4 separate regions of the Mus musculus genome follow, and regions 1, 2 and 4 are each linked to region 3. A link is a contact called in public HiChIP or PLAC-seq and promoter capture Hi-C data. All regions are on one chromosome and are shown on one strand. The core of a region is the stretch at or near the end of the contact, and the rest is flanking DNA. Distances in the headings are between cores, read along the strand shown.

Evidence for each region. Promoter capture Hi-C pulls out the DNA fragments that hold promoters and counts their contacts. HiChIP or PLAC-seq counts read pairs in DNA pulled down with a chosen protein or histone mark.
Region 1: an H3K4me3 HiChIP or PLAC-seq map of bone marrow-derived macrophages shows a contact between it and region 3, with 4 times the contacts expected there. The contact joins the promoter of Smpdl3a here to the promoter of Lims1 in region 3. A contact is called at or near these places in 4 of 39 promoter capture datasets (cranial neural crest, neutrophils, second pharyngeal arch cranial neural crest and 1 more), 1 of 484 Hi-C or Micro-C datasets (CD8 T cells), 5 of 115 datasets of contacts at active chromatin or transcription factors (astrocytes, bone marrow-derived macrophages, embryonic hindbrain and 2 more) and 1 of 9 other capture datasets (embryonic stem cells).
Region 2: a promoter capture Hi-C map of pre-B cells shows a contact between it and region 3, with 4 times the contacts expected there. The contact joins the promoter of Hsf2 here to the promoter of Lims1 in region 3. A contact is called at or near these places in 6 of 39 promoter capture datasets (the 3T3-L1 cell line, the HPC-7 cell line, embryonic stem cells and 3 more), 1 of 484 Hi-C or Micro-C datasets (cardiomyocytes), 6 of 115 datasets of contacts at active chromatin or transcription factors (the NIH/3T3 cell line, astrocytes, embryonic forebrain and 3 more) and 1 of 9 other capture datasets (adipose tissue).
Region 4: a promoter capture Hi-C map of pre-B cells shows a contact between it and region 3, with 4 times the contacts expected there. The contact joins the promoter of Serinc1 here to the promoter of Lims1 in region 3. A contact is called at or near these places in 4 of 39 promoter capture datasets (embryonic stem cells, hippocampal neurons, liver and 1 more) and 2 of 115 datasets of contacts at active chromatin or transcription factors (astrocytes and embryonic stem cells).

The regions. Positions count from the first base shown.
Region 1 is chr10:57,791,635-57,797,721 of GRCm38.p6, reverse strand. It overlaps Smpdl3a (sphingomyelin phosphodiesterase, acid-like 3A), which reads right to left and starts at 3,178. Exons shown (of 8, transcript NM_020561.2): 1 at 2,938-3,178. The coding sequence starts at 3,040.
Region 2 is chr10:57,482,795-57,489,123 of GRCm38.p6, reverse strand. It overlaps Hsf2 (heat shock factor 2), which reads right to left and starts at 2,739. Exons shown (of 12, transcript NM_008297.3): 1 at 2,523-2,739. The coding sequence starts at 2,615. It overlaps 4930467K11Rik (RIKEN cDNA 4930467K11 gene), which reads left to right and starts at 2,771. Exons shown (of 4, transcript NR_045353.1): 1 at 2,771-2,941; 2 at 4,050-4,085; 3 at 4,757-4,986.
Region 3 is chr10:58,390,801-58,397,096 of GRCm38.p6, reverse strand. It overlaps Lims1 (LIM and senescent cell antigen-like domains 1), which reads right to left and starts at 2,724. Exons shown (of 11, transcript NM_001193303.1): 1 at 2,497-2,724. The coding sequence starts at 2,678.
Region 4 is chr10:57,529,494-57,535,168 of GRCm38.p6, reverse strand. Serinc1 (serine incorporator 1) reads left to right here and starts at 2,640. Exons shown (of 9, transcript NM_019760.3): 1 at 2,640-2,812. The coding sequence starts at 2,774.

The DNA.
Region 1 (6,087 bases), core at 1,929-4,428, 600 kb after region 3:
GAAAACAGATTGGTGTCAGAATCAGACAGCCAGACTTCCAACATAAGAGATTAGCACCCAGTTATTAGTCTGTAAGATCTTGGCCTGTTTCATCTGTCATATGGGAATAGTAATGGCAGCCTTTAAGATGCCATTAAAAGATCCTTTAAGCCCTCAAAGAGCATGTGACACTGAACTAGCTATGTGTTAGTTTTACTACCATTTATAAAACCTACATCCTGACATTGAACTTTCCCTTTTGCATGTAAAATATTCAATTTCATCCAGCACTTATGATATGTTTAGTACTATTTTATAAGCTTTTCATCATTATCACCCAGCAAAACAGACAGGAAAGTGGAACACGCAGAGATTAAACCCAGGTCATCTGTCATAAAGTAAAGGGCTGACACTGGTTCAGGGGCCACACTTCGGGAGACATGTTGCCTTTAATCACTGTACAATGCCTCTCATATACTTAGTCAAATAAGCTGCCTTGTACCAAAGTAGATAATGATATCTACACAAAAGGTACATTGAGGATTAAAGTAAATGAGATCATGAATGGATTAAATTTTTCATAATCCAAATCTTGCAATGGATTTTGAGCACATCCCTATGACATAATGCAGTACCTGGTTCACAGAGCTCCAAGAACAGGAATGAGTCTGATGGAGTGGGCCCTTAACAAAGATTCTTTAATTTTACAATTCATGGCATTGAGGCAAAGGCAAATTTCAGGATTCCCTCCAGATCATGTGACCAGGCAATAAAAGCTGAGCTAGAACCTGTTTCTCCAGATGCCAAGGTGCTATTTCTACCACATCACATTGCTGGATAGACAAATGAGGGGGTAATTAGATTCACTAAAGGATGGCTTGAAATGAGTCAGAACATCTGGAGGTTTTACATCCTAACGCCAATGATATTGTACATAAAATGTGGTTGTGTGTGTGTGTCTCTGTGTGTGTCTGTATATATGTGTCTGTGCCTGTGTGTGTGCGCGAGTTTGTAAGGTCACCAATCCAGCCTGTGACACAGTCCATAGCACACTCAAATCTAAATTTTTTGGCCAAAAATGCCCAAAGTCCTTTACCAAAATTTCTTTCTTATCCCCCAGATAAACTTTTCAAATATTTTTTCAAGATATGTGTGTTACACAGTCTACATAAGTGCTCAAATTTATTTAAAGAGATACTCAAAATTTTCAGAAAAAAAAATTCAGTCAAAGAATGCTTAATAATTTGTCCCAGCAAACCCAATGAACCATAATTATATGGACAATTGTATGTAGTCGTTTAAGTGGGCGTTGGTTGATCTGTTTATAAAGTCAGTTGCTGTGTGCTAAGTACACCAGCAGGTGACAGCCTACTAAATCTTTTAAAAATGAAGCCAAACACCCAGGGTGGTGGTCCTCTAGTCACATGGACTTGGCAAGGGGGAAAACTAAGACTGGGAACTTAAACACAGTTAGGAAACAAGCAGAGGCCAGGCTGGGTGGAAGTTGTGGAGGGAAGTGCAAAGGGGCCAGGGGGAGAGAGGCCTTCTAGTCAAGTGGAAAGCAGGTAAAATAATCCATGCAATGTGAAACCAGAGTCAACAGGTCTGGTTATTCTCTCTCCCTCCCGCTACCAAAACAGGAAGGTATCAGAAGGAGAGTCACATGATCACGGGCAAAGTTTTATGACTTCTTTCAGCAATTAATTCATTAAAACCAAAGGCGAATTTACCTGTGGTGCAGCCTGAGACATTTCCAGGTCAAAATCCGGAGCAGTCACAAATTTAAAATAGCACAATTCCAGCAATATAAAAACACGAGGCAGCCACATATGTACACATTCTGGGGGCTATTTCTGTTACAGGTGTTATTTGCCAGAGTTGACAAACCGGACATACAGCTGTGGCTTGCAAAAGCTTGACAGCTAAGTCAGGTGTACTTCACTCATAAGCAAGGAGAAGGGATTCCCTGGACCCCATTCAGGGAAGTCCTGTGCAGATCAGAGGCAGGCATGGAGAGGAGGCAGACAGCAGGAGAGTTTCAGTTCTGAGCACAGGTGAAAGTCTCAAGGATAGCTCTCTCTGCAAATCAAAACAAACCCCCCAACTAGAGCAATTATTTTTAAACGGAGCTAGGGAGATGGGGGAGGGGAGCGTCACCTTAAGTTTTAAAACCCAGAAGGCAACCTACAGTCTTACTAAACATTCAGTCTGGACGGGGATTTTCTAATTTGAGAGGGATGAAGAGTGTTAAACTGTGCCCAGGAATCCATTCCCACCGGTCTGGATCCAGTAATTTTGGAGTGGGGCTTAACTTACCGATTTTTTTTTTTCCCACCAAGTTTGGCAGCTGCTACTGCTGGGTGGAAGGAGACTGAGGGGGCAGGGCAGGGCAGGGCAGGCCAAGATTGCAGAAACAGAGTAATAGGCTCCCGGTAAACAGAACACACCACAAACGCAAGACCCCAAGTGCACCAAGGGCTGCGGAAGGGCTCAGGGGTTTTATGTTAAGAACGAAAGAGACCAGACGCCTCGGAGACCTGAAGAGGCAGAATTAGGCTCCGACGTCACTGAGCAGAACAGAATAGGACTGAAGCTACATCCAGGTGTAGGGACCCTGTAGGTCCTCCTCTGCTCTGGGCAGACTAGGTGACTCCGGGAATGCCCACAGCCAATTCTGAGCGGCATTTCCCACCAGACAACAGCTTCAGACTTTCCTCCCCTGGGAACTAAACCACCCAGACCCGGGATGTAAACAAACGCCCAGCAGGCGGCTCGGCTCCATACTGGCGCCCACGGGGCGCCCCCACCATGACTCAGACCCAGTGACCTTGCTGTCTGGCCTTTGGCCACAGTGACCAGTGTGGCGGCGTCCTGTGCCCCGCTGCCTACGCACCCGGCACCTTCATGACTTCGCCGACCCCCTCCACCGTCCTGTGCAGTCCCGATCGGTCCACTCACCCACAGCTGGGGCGCGATCCGCCGGCGCCAGGGGCACCCCGAGCCCCGGGCCGCAGAGCCAGGCAACCAGTAGGCAGCAAAGGAAGTTGCCCAGCAACGCCATGGTGGAGGCCACTGCCCCAGGACGCTAGACTGGAGCTTGGGCGCCGCTGAGACCCGCAGGCCCTAGGGGTGGAGAGGAAGCCAGAGCCTTTCCTTGTGTTGACGCCCAGCAAGCAGATCACGTGTAATATTAGATTCCCCTGAGCACGAGTTCTTCTGACCTTCTGGACTCCTTTATTTTAATATGCTTCCTTAATTTCTTAGGTCAATGGGAAACAATGTTCTTGCTCCAACCCCGTATTGTTTCCTTCCCTGAACCCCAGGAGCGCCTACCTGACAGGGCCATTTAGCAGAGGTACTTGAAAAGGCAGGAGAACCCTGAATCATAGTTAAGACAAACGAGTACAAGAATGGGTTTGGATTTCCTCAATGGTTTCGCTACCTGGGATTTATGACAGAAATGTAAACTCCCAAGCCTCAGGCCACCGCTGATAAATGAACAGATTAGCTGGGCTGGCCATGTGTGGCTTCATAGTACTCCAAGGTGATAGATAGGTGGAGTCGGCAAACTATGTCCCAGGTTCACCAGGCTGAACGTTTTCCTTTCCACAACTGAGTTAAGCACGTCCTCATGCAACCTACCTGGTAAATACAAATAGAGACTGTTGATTTTTCTATTCCAAAAGTTTTATAAGTATTGGCAAAGACACCAAAACCCACAGACTGTGTGTAATATGTATTCTTTGTTCTCTCTCTAGGAATTTATGAGAATGCGCTCTCTTTATAATATAGCCAACAACTTTAATTTATAAAACGTAGGGTGTCTTTGGAGAAGAGCAAACCTTTGAGAGATGCTGACCTCATAAAAGATGTGAGCTGTGGCGTCTTGAGGAAGCCGTGCTGTGTTAAAAGGTCCTGACAAAATACTATGCTTTAGCTGAGTTCAAGGTACTTATTATGGGAAGATGGGTGTTTTAGGTGGACACCCACATTGTCTTGGGATACCATGGCCTCTTTAATACTCAAATGCCTTAATTTGTGTATCTAGCATACCATTTTCATGATTAAAAGAGTATCTCTGTCACTAAGCTTAAATGGTTTTTCAATATCCTCCAACTATAGAATTAAGAATACTACATTGAAACTTTATAGTTTACCTACTTAGATTTACATTCTTTGTAATAGGAACATATCTGGTAAGTGTATTGATTTATTATTTTCTTTGTTCTATAACTGTAAGTTTCTGTAACCTATTCCATGTTGAAACAGTCATTTAGAGAAACCAGGATCTGTGTTCTTAGCCTAGGATCACACATATTTGGCTTAGGATACATTATTTTTGTATTTTCTTTAGGTACTTTTACCATTATATTTTACAAATATATTTATTTTCCATCAGAGGAAAAAAACTTTGTTTTATATCTGCATGATTTAGACATTATATCTTGTGAATAAATTTTTTTTAATGGACACTAAGTTTCCTTTCAGATCCTGGTAGACTCCTCCAAGTTTTGCTACATCATTGGGGTGATTCAGAGCAGTTCAAGAACCATGCATGCTTCCCTGCAACAGACATGGTCACTTCTGCAATTTCTCAGTCTACAGTCTAAAGAGTACAGGGAAAGTAAAGCCGGGAAATGGTGGTGAGCTTGAAATGCAGAAATGGATCAGCAAGATAGCAAGAGCTTGAACATTTTAAAAGAAAGTGAACTAATGATCAGAATACCAGTTTTGCTCATTATAACTGTGATCCAACCAGAGATGATCATTCAGACACAGTTGAGAGCCGATTGCAAGCCAGCTGGCTGGAACTATGTTCAAGTGTTCGGGATGTAAGCTTATTCAGAGCAAGTCTTTTAAAGAGAAAAACCATATCCTGGTATCTCACTTTGCATTGGCAGAGGTAGGTTTGCACAAGCAAGCTGTTTAGCAGAAGCGATAAGTTAGCTGCAGCATCTTGGCCTTTGGTCCTACAATAGAGTCGGGTAAATTCCCAGTGGATTCTCCATTAAAGAGATCAAATTCTAGTTAAGCCTGAAATGGCCTCAGTAAGAATACAAGATAGAGGAACATCTGCAGTGTCTTGCCTTGTCAAACATTATTTTTCAACTTCTAAGACATGTTATAGGAAGTAAATTGGTTGTGAAATAACTTCAGTTAAGACAAAATATGAAGCACACACATTGTGAAACCTTTAAAATGCTTGAGAACATAAACTGATAATGTTTTAAGTGAGCAATGGAAGCCACAGCCTCCTTTCTACTCACTAAGAAGAAGCTCAAGGCTTCAGTGTTCCACACGCTGATATACCTGCAGTGTAAGCCTACTCCTGTAGGTCTTCAGCCCCCATGCATTTGTCTTTATCTGAACCAGGGAAAATGTGAGATAAAAGCCCCAAAAATAAATAAATAAATAAGTAAATAAATTTTGATGACTGTCAGTGGTTCATCTCTGTTGTAATGAACCATGAAACTAGTTTTATTGTTGTGAAGAGACATCGAGGCAATGGCAACACATATAACAGAAAACATTTCACTGGTGTTTGCTTATAGTTTCAGAAATTTAGTCCATTCTCATCAAGTGTGCATGTAGAAATGCTACCAAAGAAGTAGCTGAGAATTCTACATCTGTATCTGCGGGCAACATGAACAGAGAGAGCAGCTGGATCTGGCTTGGGCTTCTGAAACCTCAAAGCCCACCCACAATGACACACTTCATCCAACAAGACCACACCTTCTAATCCTTCCAAATAGTGCCACTTTATAAGCATTATGAATTTATGGGGGCTATTAATATTAAAACCACTATAGAAGGTAAAGTTTTCTTTTCTAGATTATAGTCCATCATTAAGAGAAGTCAGGTCAAGAACTCAAGATGGAGCTTGATGCAGAAACATAAAGAGTGATTCTGGCTCTTGCATACACTTACTCTTAGTGAGCTTTCTTATAGAGCTCAAGTCCACAGGCCCAGGGAATGGAGTCACCCATAGTGGGCTGCATCTTCCTTTATCACTTAACAACAAAGACCCCATATACATTAACATTGGCCAATCTGATTTGGGCAATCTCTCAATTAGGCTCTTCTTCTCAAGGGAACCTAAACAATGCT
Region 2 (6,329 bases), core at 1,490-3,989, 910 kb after region 3:
GAAAAGGTTTCTTTCAAAAGAAATCTTTATCCTCAAACTAAAGGAGTATATGATTGTCTATCACTGTAGAGGATAGGGGATGCATAAAAGTTTGCTTAGTCCTCAAGAGCTTCTGCTTTTAAAAGGCCTTAAAGTAATAGCCACTGAGCCAATTGTAAATCCTAAAATCACCTCTACAACTCAATACAAATGTAAAGGAAGCTAGGCACACAAACAAACTTTTAGAAGAGCACAGCAAGGCTGTATGTAGGGAAGGCTTAGCAGTTAAGAGAGAGTTTACTGCTCAGAGAGTTCCCCAGTTTGGTTCCTACCACTCATGTGGGTAGGCTCAAAACAGTCCAAAGTCCAAGACTTGGAAGTCTGGCTCCCTCTTCTGCCTTCATTCAAATATGCAATATGCACACACAGACAAGGCCATGGTTAAAAATGAAATCTTTTAAAAAAGATAACAACAACAAAAAAGACTTATTTTGGCTTTCCATCAACATTAGCTTAAAGTTGTACCTTTCAGTACTGGCATTCCAAATAGTATCCCATCTGGGGTGTCCAACCTTTGACAATACATTACTCTGTCATTTACAAAAGTTTTGGGCCACATTCATATCTATCTCAGAACACCTGTTTCTCCATTCCAATCAAACCCATTACATTGTAAATGTAATAGTTTCAGTGACACAAACATTAAAGCACCAACTGTATCTCTAGAACCAATACCCCACTGAGTTTAATTACACGTTGACTGTCCTATTGGTGTATTAGAAATGGGCAATTAAAAATATAAACTGAGACTTAATACGGTAATTAAAAGCCATTAAGTAGCTTGTTTCATTTACAATTAAGAATTCACACGTATGCACTAGTTTAAATTCTCCACAGTCCTTACCGATCAAAAAAGGCAAGAAAGTTATTAAAATGTTTTGGCTAATTGAAGTTATCAGGTCACTTATACAATACTGTTTAATTAGAACCAATTGCCAATACATTTGTGTAGAACTTATAGACAATACAAATAAATGGCCTTTTGCAAATTCACGTTCAATGACCTCAGCTTGGTTGGGGGAAAGAAATTATTTCAGTCCAGTTTCTAATGTTAAAAGACAGCTGAGGAGCGGTCTGCACTGATCCGGTCTCGTCAACCTTTAATCCTTCTGCCTGATGAAAAGCATGAGCCGTCTGTTTATTTTAAGTTCATGCTGGTTAGCTGCCTTTCTTTATTTTCACTTCTTTGTACCAATGTATCAAATTAATCAATTGCTTAGTCTACACAACCAGCAGGGGTTGGGGGTGGGGCACCTATGTGACAATACACACGAAAATTAAATCCTAGAAAGAAATTTTTAAAACTTGGCACTAATACTCAGCAAAAATTCAGTGACATAGTTGTCCAAATATCAGGTATATTCTATTGCTGTTACCTCCTAAAAGCAGGCAAGGGTGAAAACTAGTTTTAACAACAGAAAAGGGCACAAATGAAACGGAGGAGATAACATTTATTTGACATATAGCTAGGTATTTCCCACTTACTCATCTCAAAAACTGTGAACATGAAAATACCCTGAATAAGTCATCAACTCCAGTAAGAGGAGCCGATCCCCTTCATGAAGAGATTTGAACAATCCAAGCATTGCGAGTCTAGCAAAGGAAAGGCACAAGTGATGTAAAGAATCACTCTGCAAAGAATCTTTGTGTGGAACTGGGGGGAGGGGGTCTTGGGTCACCTAGGCAACGCATCAATCTAACACATAACTTAGACCAGGCAAGATACCGGGCTTGATTAAGGTCATCTTTATTTATAAGGAGGATCTGGATCAAACTGATCAAGGCAACCACAAACCACTATGCCGGCAACTATTCTGTGAAATTTAACGACTCGGTTTTTAACTCCAAGCCGCTAAGTTACTAAGCATAGTCTACAGGCACTTTTACTTGAATTATTTTAAAGAAACGACCCAGTCTCAAAACAATAACTGGGAAATTTCTATGTTAAAACTACATAAATAAAATACATAAATAAAATTTAAAAGCTCAAGGCAAGAGCAGTCGGAGTCTGCACATTTTCCCATTATCATCATAAAAGATCCCAGACGCCAGGGCAAGCAATCCCCGCGGAGGTGATTTCTTTAGATAAGACCTGTGCTCGCTCACTAGCCCGCTCGCCCGCTCTCCCGGGGCTCCGCGACCTCCGCGCCCCGCGGCGAGCAGACGACTGAGGATGAGTGTGCAGAACGCGCCGCCGGGGCCGGTTCCGAGCTCCCCGGGCCGGCGGGACCGTTACCAGGGCGCCCCTCCCCCACGGCGCGCGGCCGGAGGAGAACGGAGCCTGCGGGGCCCGGCTCGCCGCGCACACAAAGCCGGGGGTCCGCGCGAGGTGGGGAGGCCGCGCGCCGCCGCAGGCCGCGGGAGAAGCCGAGCCCAGCCCAGCCCAGCCCAACCCAGCCCAGCCGAGCCGAGCCGAAACGAGCCGAGCCGAGCCGAGCCGGTTCGACAAGGGGGACCCGAGGCCACCGCGTCCCCGACCCTACCTGACTCCAGGTGATGAACTCGTTGGTGTGGGTTTCCTCCACAAGCGTCCACAGCTTGCTGAGGAAAGCCGGCACGTTGGAACTCTGCTTCATTGTTAGCCCGGTGCAGGGATTCCAAATTCTACTACCGAACGCGGAGGTCGCAGCGGCGGCGGCGGCGGCGGCGGCGGCAGCAGCGGCGGTGGCAGCAGCTGCTGCTCCGGGGAACGCACACCACGCAGGCGCGGCGGATCTCGGGCTCCGCCCCCTCGGCGCCGCGGGGCGCGCGGTGAAGGCGGAGAGACCCCGCGGCCGCACGTGATGGACAAGGCTTCGCGCTCCACCCCTGCGCTCTACTCCCGCGCCCGGTCTCAGCGAGTCCAATCCAAGGCTTCGGATGCACTACAGAGCAAAGCGATTGGCTGCTGCCGCGAGGAGGGGTGGGCCCAAGAGTGGTTCAGCCTTCTCTGTTACCTTTTAGGCAGGGTACTCTCTTAGGGAATGATATTGGGTCCAGGGAAACCTTGTTTAGTGGATTCGCATGGAAAGGGTTTGGGTGCACCGGCTGTGGCTGGCAGAGTGCAGAGAAGCCCAAGGGCAGTTGACTCATAAGTTTGACCGGCGAAGAGTAATTTGCTCCAATCTAAAGGAAGGAATACATCACATGGGGCAGTGAGCTGCTTGTGAGCAGATGTGCTAGGCCCCTGGTTGAAACTATCTTAAAGACAATGAGCTTTTCTATACATTTTTCATGGGGAGAAAAATAGCTCATTTAAGGACAGTTTTATCAAAACCTGAAGCATGAATAATAGTTCCCTATTTGTGAAGTACTTGCTATTGTGTGTGTGTGTGTGTGTGTGTGTGTGTGTGTGTGTGTGTACTATTAGGAGCCAGCATCTGTTAAGAGCATCTTATATGCTTTTCTCAACTCAGCAAGCATCAGGTGCCTGTCATAAGCCCAGTTCAAAAGCAACGAGTCTAGTTTTAGAGTATCTGAGTCAAAATGATTGTTCTGCATGTACCTCACAGGGGTTTCCTCAGGCAAAATGTGATTCGGAACAGCTTCTTGAGCGAAATTTCCCATTTCTTCATTGACAATAAGACTTTCTACCCGTGAAGAGTAGCTATAATAACGTGGATCTCTGAAAAAAAGATTTTTTAAAAAACTTTTTTTGTTGTTGTTTTGTTTTGTTTGTTACTTAATAGCTGATCATAGTGTCTGGAATCTGTAAGTCAAGCACTCTGGAGGCTGAGGTAGAACTGTGGAGCAGTGGAGGTCAACCTGGGTTAAATAGTGAGCTCCAGGTATCCTGGGCTAATGGCAAGAAATATAGATAGATAGATAGATAGATAGATAGATAGATAGATAGATAGACAGACAGACAACTTTTTCAGTAAGCATATACTGAACACAGTCATACAGCACTGTTTGGATATATGATGGGGATATATGATGGGGTAACTGTGATTTTAAAAAAAAAGACTAATATTTGATGAGGTCTTATGTGACAAGGGCTTTGCATGTCTTATCCTATTTAATCCTCACAGCAACCCAAAGAGGAAGCTTCAAAGGGTCTGATTCAGGTTGGTACAAATTCTATTCAACCAGTTACACAAAGCTAATCAGAACCAACTCTGTAGCCAGATTCCCAGAGTGGGTTAGCTAGAAGTTTCCAAGCACATTCCAATGCGATGATGGGTTGCTTTACCTCAGTTTGGGAATATTTTCAGTCCCAGAGCCTCACAGAGAAAATGGCAGTGAAAATCCTGCTGTAGTTACAGCAGATAAAGCCCTAGGAAAGCGTTTCCTCTTCTGGTCCGTCACTGCATGCTTACAAATCTAAACAGCCACTTCCAGACTGGAAACTACCCAATGGTGTCCCATGTTTCTAGAATAAGTCCTGCCCTGTTATAATGGCACAGATCTTTTGTGATCCCATGACCATCGTCCTGTCCACTCATTGTCAATCTCTGTTCATGTCTTTGTCACACTTGGTAGCTGTACTGCAGGTAAGAAGAATTCATATTCTTTCACGTCTCTATTAATTCTGGCATGCTGTTAGCTCTGTCATGTGCTTAGCCTGCAGGGACAAGCAGAATTCCACACAGAATTTATGACGACTCTTCTTGTTTGTCAGGTTGACTACATCTGGAATTTAATAAAAACCCAAGTGGCTGGGTACACCAATGAGGGGGGTTTCTTGATTGAATAATCTTAGGTGGAAAGATGCACCCTAAATCCAGATCTTTTGCAGCAGGAAGATCCACCTTAAATCTGGGCCAAAACTTTTGCTGGCAGCCTGAATAGAATATGGAAGAAGGAAGCACTTGCTGTTTTCCCTGCTTGCTCTTGCTTTTGCTGGCAACTTCATACCTTGGAGTCCAAAATAAACTGAAGAACAGCTAAGACATTCAGCTTCAAGGACTGAACAACTAATGAATTCTTGGACTCCACAGACATAGACAGCCATCGTTGGACTTGCCTGTAAGCAACTCTAATTAATCCCATATGTATGCTTGTGTGTATAATATATTCATAAATACATACATAAATCATATATAATATATAATGTATATATGGTGATGTATATAAAGCATATAAATGAGTATATGTATTCATTTTATCAATTCTATTTCTCCAGAGAACCCCGGCTGATACAGAATACATATTTTTGTAAAACCTCCCTTAATGATGTATTATCCCATTTAACGTAATGTCACCTTTTTGTGCTAGATTATAAGAACTTATTGAATTTATACTAGATTTTGAAAATGTTTAATAGAAACATAGTTTCTGTAATGCCTTGTTTATGTATACCACCTCTCTATTTTTTGTTAAATAAATCAATGAATGCATAAGCAGACAAATGCTAACCATCTGCTTTGTCTTCCACGACCTCCAACTCTGGATTAGTTGTTCCTCCCGTGGGCTCCCATAGCTTGTAGAGCTCTGGCTTCATATAGTTTGTCATACTGCAGTTGCTCATTTGCTCTGCAGCACCCTCATTGGTCTGGTAGACTACTTACCTTGTGTACCCCATGTGTTTAGCACTAAACACAGTGCTAATAACTTAGGAACTGCTTGATAATATTTATCACATGAATCATCTCAGCCTTAAAAAGTCATTTGGATAAGATATAGTTTACCTAATCACCAGAAAAGCCCTTTTAACTTATTGTCAGGCAGTACAAACCTTTTTTGTTGACTAAAGAGGAAATGGGGAGTGGAGGGGTGGTTATGATTAGTTCAAATTGGAGTTATATGGCTAAGGAGCTATTAGCAGCAAGAAAACATCAGATTCTCGAAAAGGCTAGATAATAATGGAATGTCATTAAAACCTAGGTTTGAGGTCATCTGTGACGTCAAAACAATACCAGTAGCAAAATGCTTAAGCACCCTTGGGAGGCATTTCTGCAAGTGGAGAACTCAAAAGAAGACTAGAAAAGTTCACTAAAAAAAATTTCAAGAAGACTGATGCCTCGCTTTGATTTCTATCACTGTGATAGAACACCACAACATTGGTAGAAAATAGTTTATTTCAGCTTAAAGTTGTAGTCCATCCTGAAGTGTAGTCAGGGCAAGGGCTCAGTGCAGAAACCTGCAGGCTGGGACCAAAGCACAGGCCATGGAGGGATGCTGCTCACTGGCTTGCTCTTCACAGCTTGTTCAACCTGCTTTCTTAGAGAACCCAGGACCACCTGTTCAGAGGTAGCACTTTACTGAGTGAGCTGGGGTCTCCCACATTCATTATTCATCAAGAAAATACCCTACAGACATGCCTACAGGTAGTCCTATGGAGGAATGTCTTCAGCTGATAAATCCTCTTC
Region 3 (6,296 bases), core at 1,475-3,974:
CTGGCGCTTCAGGAGCCAGGCAGCAGCTGAAGCAGACTTAGGTGAGGATTTCACATGAATAGCTATTTTGTTTCTGAAAGCTCTAGAAATGGAGAAGGTTCCATATGCTGAACAGTCACTGACCAAGCCTTTTGTTTGTTTGTTTTGGCTTGTTTTTTTGTTTCCAGAGGCTGATTCTATGGTGGAGTTCTACCTCTACAAAAGCAGTCTGCTCCTGGCATAGCTTCTGACCTTTCAAATATCTCATCAGTCTGCCGGCACCACTGCCAAGGGACAGATGGCGTGGAGAGCCTCTCACTTCACAAACACTTTAACCAGCGGCCTTGCTCTTAGCTCTTTCCAAGGTTAGCATTTCCATAGCAAGACTTATTCTTTGTCCACCCCAATGGAGGACAGCTCTACATCTGTCTTCTTCCTCAAGTGTTTCAAGACAATTCTGTGTTGTAACCTTGCCACAGTAACACTATGCTGAATCCCCACATTCACCATTCCAGATCAATCAAAAGTCTGTTTTAATTCATAAGCTCAATTAAGATAGGAGTGTCACTGAAGAGAAGGGAAAAGATTGGGCCCGAGAGAAAGCAAAGCTGGTGACAGTGCTTGCTGCCAAGCCTGAAGATGTGGGTTTGATCCCTGGAATTCACATAGAAGAAAAACTGACTCCAGCAAGTTATCTTTGACCTTCATAGTGTATGACACTCTCCCCTCCGCCCCCGCCCCAAAATAACACTTTTAAAACGTGAAAAGAGGCAGCCTTACTTCTGACGAACCTGGCCTAAGCACTGTGTATAGAGACTTCCACTTTGTCTTTTCAGAATTATTGTGAGGAGAGAGGATCTAGACGAACAGCAACGTCTTTAATAAAACTCTGAAGGGATCTGTGCACCCTCTTTTCTTACAGAAAGAGTGGCTGAGTGGAGAAAGACGCTAGCCCACATCCGCTCAGGAATTATCAGAAGCTGTTTTGAGGATGAAATAATAAAAAAATATAATCCCCTCTGGAAAGCAGAAGGTGCTACTAAAAGACACAGCACCATTATAATTCTAAATTCTCTCCAATGATATCACTCCTCAGCAAACTTAATGGACCTCCCCGAAAAGCTGAAGAACATTCTGGAATGTCTTGCTTTACTCCCACTTAACTCAATGATTCTCAAGGTCTGGGGTGACTGAATCTCTGGAAGTTCTGAAGTACCCTCTCAGCCATATCTCTGTGCCAAGAGCAGAAGCAGATTGGAAGGAGGGAGCTGCATCAAGAAAAATGTGCAAAAGTTTACTTTTTCCTCTGTATTACTAGCATGTAATATGTCACTTTTAATCGAATAAATACATATTTCTCATACAAGAAGTATTGGATTTCAATCTTTTTTAAAATGGTGCTGATAAAAATGCTATTAGCACTGACCTGTTTATATTCACTACAGCTACATTCCAGACTTAATTATGTTTGAAAACTCAAGTAGACTTGGCCAAGTGCGTAGGTAGATGAATGTTTTACACACATATTCATATATATGAACTCCCCTTAGTGACCAAAGCAGGGACAGAAAACAGCGACCGCGTGCCTCCCAACTGAGCTCAGGCTTCCCCTCCCTCTCACCTTGTTGGCTGGCAGTTGGTGCTCTTTTTTCTTTCTTTGAGACTGGGTCTCATGTAGCCAAGGCTGATCTCAAATTCCTGACCCTCCACACCTCCCAAGTGTTGGGATTACATACTCAGCTTCTCTCTTGCCTGACTCTCCTGTATTGTTCACATTTTTTTTATACTTGACAGTATTTAACAATGTATGAAGAAGCTATTTTTAAAGAGATAAGTCATTAGATTGGTTATACCTAATTGCTTAATTTTCCAGAAAATGTTTTTTCACTAAAAGTGTTGATGACAAAGAAAACATGGGAGCGGAGAGAATACATGTCTACAAAAGCCAACCAGGACTGATGTTACACACCCACCTCCATAACTCGGCTAACATAGGAAACCACAATCAAACCTTCCAATTTTTACATCTCATTTATCTCCACATGTGAAACAAATTTCCTACTCTTAAAATACAATATATAAAATTCTGTTATCAAATATCTTGAGAGTTTATTAACCACCTCAAATATTGATTATGGGATAAATCCCCAACAAAGTGTTTATCGATTAAATTTTTAGTTTCATATTTGGGAACTCTCAGAGTATATTTTTCCTGCTATAGATCCTGACAACACAAGTGCCAACTTCTCTTATGGATAACACAGTGAAAATGTACCATTATTAGAAAGATGAGCGCTGTCTATTCTTCCCAGGAAGGTGGCATTTTCCTTGACATCTAGTATGTCCTCTGGTGGAAGTTTATAAGACAAGGCAATCTGAGAACCACCCCCAGCCCTCCGTACACCCTGGAAAAGCCCTGCTAAATTAAAACACACTAGCTGGCTTAAATGGCTAGGAAATGCAGAACTGAAGATCTGGAGACTTGAAAGCCTGTATTTTAGGAGGGAAGAGACTCACAATTTCGCATAAAAATCACAGAATTCCTTGTAGACCTTTACGTCACTGTGCCTGCGCTGCAGGTTTGACACAGCCCTCTCGTCTTCATTCCCATTAGCTTCAAGGACGCTGTTAAGGGCTGTTTGGGGGATTTCTTCATTCTCTGGGATAGTGCACGGGCGTGCCCGTCCTGGGAAGGCCATTGTACAAGCTTGAGAGTTCAGAGTCCTGTGATGCCGAGCAGGATACAGAGAAGAGAAACAATATCCAGGCCTCCTGTTTCCCAGCCAGGGTCACTCCCACTGTTCCCACATGCGTCACCCAGCTGCCAGGGTCACTCCTGACTTTTCATGTTAAGAGCTCTGCAGCACAGCAGTCTGGATCTATTATGACTTCTAGAAGCTCCCAAAACCATTTCACGTGTTAGTGACAATTTGTGTCTGAGTGAGTCTCCATTTGGGTATACACAGAAATTTTTGAAAAGCTTGATAAGCTTCAGAAAGGACCTGTGAGCCCCTGAAGGGAAGCTCTATGTAGCCATTTATTATCTTTGTTCTTGATAAAAGTAACAGCATAGTAAAGGCTTCAATGAATGGAGCAGTGTAAACCAGACTAGAGTTTAACTGTAATTCTTCAATTTAATCCCAGCTAATCCTGTAACAGGAGAGTCACGGATTCTTCATGGTATTCCTGCTATATTTAGCTTAAACTACTACTGTCTTGTAATTGTGTTTGTCATGATGATAATAGCAACAGAGAAGCATGAGGCAACACAGGGTGCAGGGTTCTTCTGTGGTTCCATTCTCTAGTCCAACAAGCCATCCTACCCAAAGCAAGCACCTCAAAGAACTGTGAGCAGGCACGGCGCTAAGCACTGCAGGTCATAGTGATAACAGAAGAGCCATATGCCCTTTGAGAGACAAGCAACAGTTGAGACCTGAGTAACCGTGAATAGTGTCTCCTATCATATCACCATATCCTCTATGAAACAGGTGCTATTCACAAGTAAGAAAACCAAGGCCACAAAGAGGCTGAATAATAAGTGACAGGGCTATGCTGTAACTTCTATGAGAGAAAATGGCTGAACAGAATCACTGGGAAATAAAACAGGAACTCAAAACCAGTATATGGCAGGTACAAAATGGGACCAGAAGCAGGAACTGAGATCACACCTCCCTACTTTGAATCCAGAGATATCAAAATGATGAGGAATTCCAAGACTGCAGCCCTGGACCTGCTTGGACCCCAGACTGGTGGATGCCAGAAGAGGGAAAGCCCTAGAGACAGCTTCCCTGTGCAAATATCACCCTTTCCATTCATCTATACTCTCTTGGTTTTGGTTTCTTTTCATTAGGACAAAGTAAAACAGGAAGGACAGAACCAGACAATTCTTCAGCCTCGTGCTGACGGAGCATAAGCCACTCCTTCAGTTTCCTCTCTGAAGAAGGGGAAATAGAGCAGCGAAGTTGGGAGCCTGGCAGTGGCATAGCTGTTCTACTGCCACTGAGTGTGTAGCTACTGTGGCCACCAATCAAGCAGGACATGATCTCTGCCCATAGAAATCTCCTTACTGTACTCCTTAACTAATCTGTTTTTCACCTGTATAACGTGTCATTTGTGGAACCCTACTATATGTGCTGGCCGAAGGTTGGTTTTGTTTAGTCACAGTCACTGAGATCTGTCCAGGTTGCTAGATACGTATATGTAGTTTGATCTTATGTTGCTGCATAATATTCAGCAGTATTAATATATATGTAGTTAAACCATTCACTCACTGAAGATTTAAGTACTTCATAGTTTTAGGCTATTGCCAATGAAAGTTGTTTAGAGGCTTCTGTGTAAATGTAGATTTATCCTTCACTTAAGAGATGCTGAGAGTGAATCTGTTGAGCTATATTCCAATCATACTTTAACTTTGAAAGAGCTGCTAGGAGTGGGGGTGCATGCCAATAATACAAGCACTTGAGAGGCTGAGGCAGACGAATTTAGAATTTAAACCCACCACGGGCTCCACAACGATAAAGGCCAGCCTGAATTATACAGTAAGATTCTGTCTAATATCCACTTATCAGTGAGTACATACCATGTTAGCTCAAATGCTCAGAATACCCACGATACAACCCACAAACCATATGGAGCTTAAGAAGAAGGAAGACCAAAGTGTGGTTACTTCAATCCTATATAGAAGGGGGAACAAAATAATCACAGAAGGTAGAGAGAGGGACCTGGGAGGGGAGAGGAAAAGTAGGGCAGGGCCAGGTATTTGAAGGGGCAGGGGAGAAGTACAGAGGGTCAGGAAATCAAATAGAAATATGTAGCAGTGGGGGGTGGGGAACTGTGGGTAGCCACTAGAAAGTCCCAGCTGCCAGAGAAATGAGAGACTCCCAGGACCCTAGAGGGATGACTTTAGCCAAAATAAGAAACAAAGGGAAGATAGAACCTGTGGAGACCAACTCCAGTAGATAGGCACGGCCCCCAGTTGAGGGATGGGGCCACCCACCCATCTCAAAATTGTTAACCCAGAAATATTTCTTTCCAAAGGAAAGACAGGGACAAAAAATGGAACAGGGGTTGAAGGAAAGGCCATCCGGAGACTGCCCCACCTAGGGATCCATCCCATCTGCAGACACCAAACTCCACCACTATTACTGATATCAAGAATGCTTGCTGAGAGGAGCCTGGTATGGCTATTACCTGAGAGTTTCTACCAGCACCTGACCAATACAGATACAGATACTCACAGCTAACCATGTGACTGAGCCCGGGGACCCCAATGGAAGAGCTAGGGGAAGGACTGAAGGAGCTGAAGGGAATTGCAACCCTATAGGAAGAACAATATCAACTATCTGGACCATCCAGAGCTCCCAGGGGCTAAACCACCAACCAAAGAGTGAACATGGAGGGAACCATGGCTCCAGATACATATGTAGCAGAGGATGGCCTTATGTGGCATCAGTGGGAGGGGAGGCCCTTGGTCCTGGAGGCTTGATGCCTCAGCATAGGGGATGCTAGAGCGGTGAGGCAGAAGTGGGTGAGTGGGTGGAGAAGCACCCTCTTAGAGGCAAAGGGGAGGGGGGAGAAGGGGATGGAATAGGGGGGTTGAATGTAAACTAATAAAATGATTAAAAAAAAAATTCTATCTAAAAAAAAAAACCCCCAAAAAACCAAACAAACAAAAAACCAAAGACCAACTTTTATTTGAAAGGTCTTCGGATGTAGCTCAGTGGTAGATTACTTGCCTACCACCAGTAAGGGTGTCTTCCATTGAAAAACAAACAACAAAGATCCTCCACTCAGTGACCTTATATCAGATATCACAAGTTCAAAACCTCCCTCAGAATGTATCTCTTGTGTAAACTTATGACCTATAAAGAAATGTGATGGCCACAAATGGCTGCACCAAGAACCTAAAAGGCCCCCTTCTGACAGTCCAGCCAATAAACAACCTCTCATTCCTCTCCTGTAAATTCTTCTACCAGCCTGCAGAGAGGTAGAGCTAACACATGGCTCTGGGTCTCCAAATTAGTAGCCCATGTAACAAAACATGTCTTTGCAAAAAGTTGATGTGAGAGGACTGGCTTCTAGGCAGGCCAGATAGTGATTGTTCTGGATCACCTGTCATATTTACAGAAAGTGGTGAGAAGATCTTTTATTGTTTTCTCTATTGGCAGCTGAAACTAGGCTAAGGGTGATGCCTGATACTAAGTACTAAGACCTGTATCTTTAAGGTCTATTTCATTTTGTTTTTGGAGACAGTGTTTCATAGGCATCTCAAATTCACTATGAAGTGGAGGCTGGCCTTGGCTCCCAATCTTACTGTT
Region 4 (5,675 bases), core at 1,391-3,890, 860 kb after region 3:
ACAACATGAAGAGTTTCATCTTTTCCATAGTAAATGTGATAAATTTGTGTTATCCAACAGTAGGGCAACACAAACACAAGTGGAGAAGAGTGCTTTGAGAAAGCTCATTTTAAGCACAATTTGCAATGTGATGGCACCAAATTGAAGCTATAACAGCATAGATTGTTGGCTATACGCTAGCTGTTTTCATTTCTAACAAGAGAGCAGGCATAAATACAACCAGAAACAACTTTATTTGTAATGTTTTATTTCTTGAGGACAAAAAGAGTTAATGGTCATGACATTTCTTATCTTACTATGCTTCTAAAATGTTTTGAAAATGTTTAGTTTTTTAGTAACATAATTTCCTCTTTTTGACATTTTTGATATTTTTGATATTTAAGTATCTAGTAGGCATCCATATGAATCATTTTGTGTGTGTAAAATTCTTTCTTGAAAAAAAAATTACTCTCATGCCATCAGTCTCTCCCCTGCTACTACATAATTGCAGAATCTCTAAAACTTGTTCATAGAAGTCATACTTTTTATAATTAACATATCACTCTATTACCAGACATAGCAAACAATGTTCTCACATAAATTATTATACATCTGCGGAAAAGACATGACAGATACCAGAAATTACAACTGACTAGGAGTTCTCTACATGAGCAATACATATTAAATGATATCTGGGTCTCCTTCATAAGAGTATCAAATTTCTAGGAAGAAAACTTCATTTTATAAGTTAGCTGATTATATCCATCCCACAAATATAGACAAGAAAATATAAAGGAACATGGAGACATCACCTGAGAAACTGACGCAACCCATTAGGTGGAGGCTGTATCCAACCTAGGTTGGCAAATCACAGACAGTGGTAATTTTGGTAGGGAAGAAAGTAGAGAAAATAACCTGTGTTGATTTTCTATGGACTCCTGTATATGGTGCTAGCATTTGCACTTGTAAAAACATGTGTCATATAATTTAACCCTTACAGTTCTATAGTTGAATCTTATACCCATATATATTAATAAAGACACTAAGCTTTTGAGAAATCAAGCATCTTACTAATGGTGTCTTGTTTTCCCTCCCTCCCTCCCTCCCTCCCTCCCTCCCTCCCTCCCTCCCTCCCTCCCTCCCTCTCTCCCTCCCTCCCTTCTGTTTTTGCAGTGATAAAATACTCTCATCAAAGAAGCTTAGAGAGTGAGGGCTTATTTTAGCTCGTAAGTCAAGGTTATAGCCCATCACAGCTCTGTTCACAATTAAGGCCCATATCAATTAGAGTAACCAGGATGATCCTGCATAGGCATGGCCAGAGATGAACCTAGATTCTGTCAAGTTGACAATACTAACTGTAACAGCTAGTGTCTTCACAACTTATACTGAAAACAGAGTTTTACACTTGGGCGAAAGAGTATAGAGGTCACATTATCAATCAGAGGAGGTACAAATAGCCTCTACGTGATAGTTTATGTCTTGAAATGTTGGGCTCTACTTTCAGGACTCTTGTAACTACAATGGTTCCCAGTCTTCCATATCTATCTCCAACTACAAATGGACTCACTGAACATTTTGTAGCTCTGTGTGTTCTGTTTTTTTCTTTTTGTTTTTTGTTTTTTGTTTTTTGAATCTTGAACTTCCAAATACTAGGGAACGGATACCAGAGACTTTACAGATTTGCATGCTCAAAACACACAGGCTGATTATCTTCTGTTTTCAATTTTATCCCCACTCTTTGGTCTGTGTTAGTTAACAGTTGTAGTTCTGCCAGATTGATAAGGGTTACTCCACCCCTCTATATGCGTTTTTTGTCAATTTTATGAGACATCTTTATTTTAAAATATTTATAGTAATGGGTATTTCAAAGTGATGTCTGTGTACCAAACTCTTCTCATGGAATGTTTTCAAGGGCAAATTACAGAAAAATAAGAATCGACACTTTTCTATGAACACAGCCCAAACATACACATCAAAACAAGGATGTCAATTGTATGTCCGGATAGCTGTTAATAAACCCCTATACTATAATAAATGTCTTAACTAAGTGAACCCTTTTTCAAGTACATGTTAAAATGTGTCTCAATAGTAAACAAAAGAACGGAAAGGCCCAAACTTGCGGGGGAAATACACACACACACACACACACACACACACACACACACATACACACACACACACACACACGCGCGCATATATATATACGGACACATATATATGTACACACAGATATATATTATATACATATATACATACATATATGTATATATATGATATATAACATACATACACACACACACACACACACACACACACACACACATATATACACACACCAGTGAAACTTGTTCCACATAGTGGCTGCAGGAGTAAAATATGTATGTTAGTAGAACAACAACAAAGAAAACAAAACTAAAAAGGGGACTTTAGTGGAAATGAGATGGCTAAATCCCAAGAGGAACCAAAAAACAGTAACAGTAGCTCTTCTAACGTCCAAATTCAAGACAATGACAGAGGCCTTCCCTAACACAGTCTTCTTTACTTGGCAAAGTAGGCCCACTCCATGAAGCCACAAATCTAGCATCGCTGAAGACCACGCCCTTCCTCTCGGCGCATTGCGCACGCCCGGCAGCAGTCACCGGGTCCAGGTCTGAGCGGAAGTGACGCACGCGAAGCTGAGGGGCTTGTGCGTCTGCGCCGGAAGTGCCTGCCAGACAGTAAATAAGCCCAGAAAAAGGACGAAAGAAGCTGTCTCCATCTTGTCGGCACGCGCCGAGCTGGTGACGCGGCGGCGATGGGGAGCGTTCTGGGGCTGTGCTCCGTGGCGAGCTGGGTAAGGCGACCTGGGGCTCGCGGCCCGTGCGAGCTGGGTTTATCCGCCCTCCTCCGGTCTTTGCGGCTCCGCTTCGGGGCTGGAGCCTAGTGAGGGTGAGGCCGGGCGGAGCGGGGCGTCTCCCGAGCAATGGCTTTCTCTCTCGTGGGAGCCTCGGCCGTCGCCGTTCCAGCTCCTTCCTCCCACGGGCACTGAGTTTCTCCTTGTCACCCCGATTCCGGCGACCTCGCACTGCGGCACTGTCATTCCCGGAGGCCTCTTTTGTTCTGACACGCAGCCGCCAGGGAGTCGGGCCCGTTATTTGGGACATCTCGACAAGTGTCGACGTAGTCTTACCGGGTTTTTTTTGTTCTTGTTTTTAATACAGAAGTCAAATTCCCTTACTACGTACCTTTTTCGGTTTTGTTTGCTTTGATTCTTATATTTCCAAATTTATGTTTCTAGAAAAGGTGTTCAGGTCTGTGGGTACTGATTTTTTTTTTTTTTGACGTAAAACATGAACGTGCAATCTGAAAGTTGATGCTATAGGAAGGGTATGTTGCATTTTCGTGAGGCAGTACAATCCTCTAGAACAGTGGCAAGATTTCGTAAACCAGATGGCACAGATGACCCCGTTCTCTAATAGACAAAACATTGGCAGAGCAGTTTATAATAAAAAGCTTCATTGCTTTGGGTGAGGTATTTGGATTCAAATCTTATTCTTTGGCCAATGATTTCTAAGTTTAACTCGGAACAATCTTTTTTAACTAAATCATCCCTTTGTGTATATGTAACCAATGTACTGGCTAGTTTACATGCCTCATCATTTGAAAACTGCTTTGGTATGATATGACGAGAATTATGCTTAGTTTTTACTCAATACTGTTTGTAAGTCCAATGAGCTATTCCCTTATATTTTGCTATTTGCAGTTGGATAAGGAAATTTGACCTCGGAGAGCCTAATTGAGTCTGTTGACCCCTTTATACAGAAGGCAAAATTAAGTGTAGTAAAACTTAATAAATAGGAGCTGGGGAGATGACTCAGCTTGCTGCTTTTGCTAGATTATGGAGTTTAGTTACCAGCACCCACACATTCGGCAGTTCACTGCTTGTAACTCCAGTTCCAGGGAATCTCACACCCCCTGTCTACTCTCCACTGACAGTTGGCTCCCATGGGCACATACTCCCACACATAAGACACATATGCATACACATAACAATTGTAAGTAGTTATTATAAAATGTTTCCTTGGTTTGTTTGTTAGGATGTTGAGTTATTTAATTTGTAATACTAGAATTAGCTTGGTTGTGGTGTGGGCACACAGCAATTCCATTGAGACCATAGAGTTAGAGGGATATGAATTCTCCATTTTATTATTTTCCAGTTTAGTTTTGAGCACTGTTGTTGTTGTTGTTCTCTTTTGTCTTTTTAAGTTTTAAGGAATTTTTGTATATGTGTGTTTTAAGTCAAAATAGCTTTGGAGAACACCATTGGATACATTGCATGACTACATCTACAACTTAGATTGACACTTTTGTTCACGAAAGGAATGTCTTTGATGAAACTGGTGCTGTCTTGCCAGCATCATTTTATTATACCTAGGTACACTGAAGAGGTTGCAACAATAGCAGGGTTAGGTATGACTGGAACTAGGGGGCAAGTTGTTCATCATGATGCACCTTTCTTCTGACTCATCTGGAGGTTCATGGTGTGAAGTTTGAATCATACCTTTTGTTCAGTGTGCTCCTTTTAACTATTAGATTTCAGTGTATATCTGTAAGTAGAATTTGTATTAGGAGGTACACCTCCATCTTTTCCAACTCCCAAGTTTAATATGCTTACTTGCTTGGGAACTTTGATGAGGTGAAATTTTATTCAACTGTTCCTCTGGTTGAAATAATTAAGTATGTCAAGTAATCCATAATTTAAAGGCTTTCATTTTTTAACAGATTTTTGAAGACTCAGTCGAGTTTAGTAACACTTTGCTTCTGGTTCATAAAGTAACTATAAAACATTACTCCTGAACTACAAAAATGTATGAAAGAAAATTTACATGTGAGCATCTCTGGACCTTTTATCTAACTGTAATACTGCCAGCCACTAACATATCTTTCCTCAATATAAGGTCAGCATTGGTATTCTGAATAGATACTTTTTAATAACTAGATCTTGTGAACAATCACAATCATTTCTTTACCCCAGATAGTTAATGTAGCTAAGTAATTAAGAGGAAAGATGTAGGAATTACCAAGCACCCGTTTCACTGCCAAGCTCTGCTCCATTTTTGTTTTGTAACACAATTTTGTTATTTTAAGAAATCATCCCTGATTGCTTTCAGACACAGGCAGTTTAGTAGGACTTGTCAGCTTTGACTTTATAATGAACTGATCTAGTTTTGCCATTTGCAGCAGAAAGCTCATCTGAGGCTATTGGTGCACCCAGAGAAAACTTGCAGGTTCCTGTCTGGTTAGGATATTTGGGGAGTCTAGTGTGGTGACGTGTTGCCTGCATATAAAGTCTACTTTTATGTAGTCAGTATATTGTAGACTCCTCTTGCTGGTCATCTGAGCCTTGTTTTATTCTCTTCAGTTCTGAGTTTTTCATCTTTTATTCCTGTCTCCTGTGTTGGCTAAGCTCCTCAGTGTAAATGTGAAAACCCATGTCTTTGTTTTATGGTATTGAGTTGACATATCTTGTTTTTGTCTCCAAATATTAGTAGGTTCTTCTAAATCGTCTTCCATGTCTCCTTCCCATGCTCTAGGCTCCCTCCACTGTCTTGACTGTGTAAAATGTAGTTAACAGTATCAAAGGACATTTGTACATGTTACCTTGCAGATTGGTTTTGCCTACTTGGTCCTCCCTCATGGGTTGTATATTCCTGTTC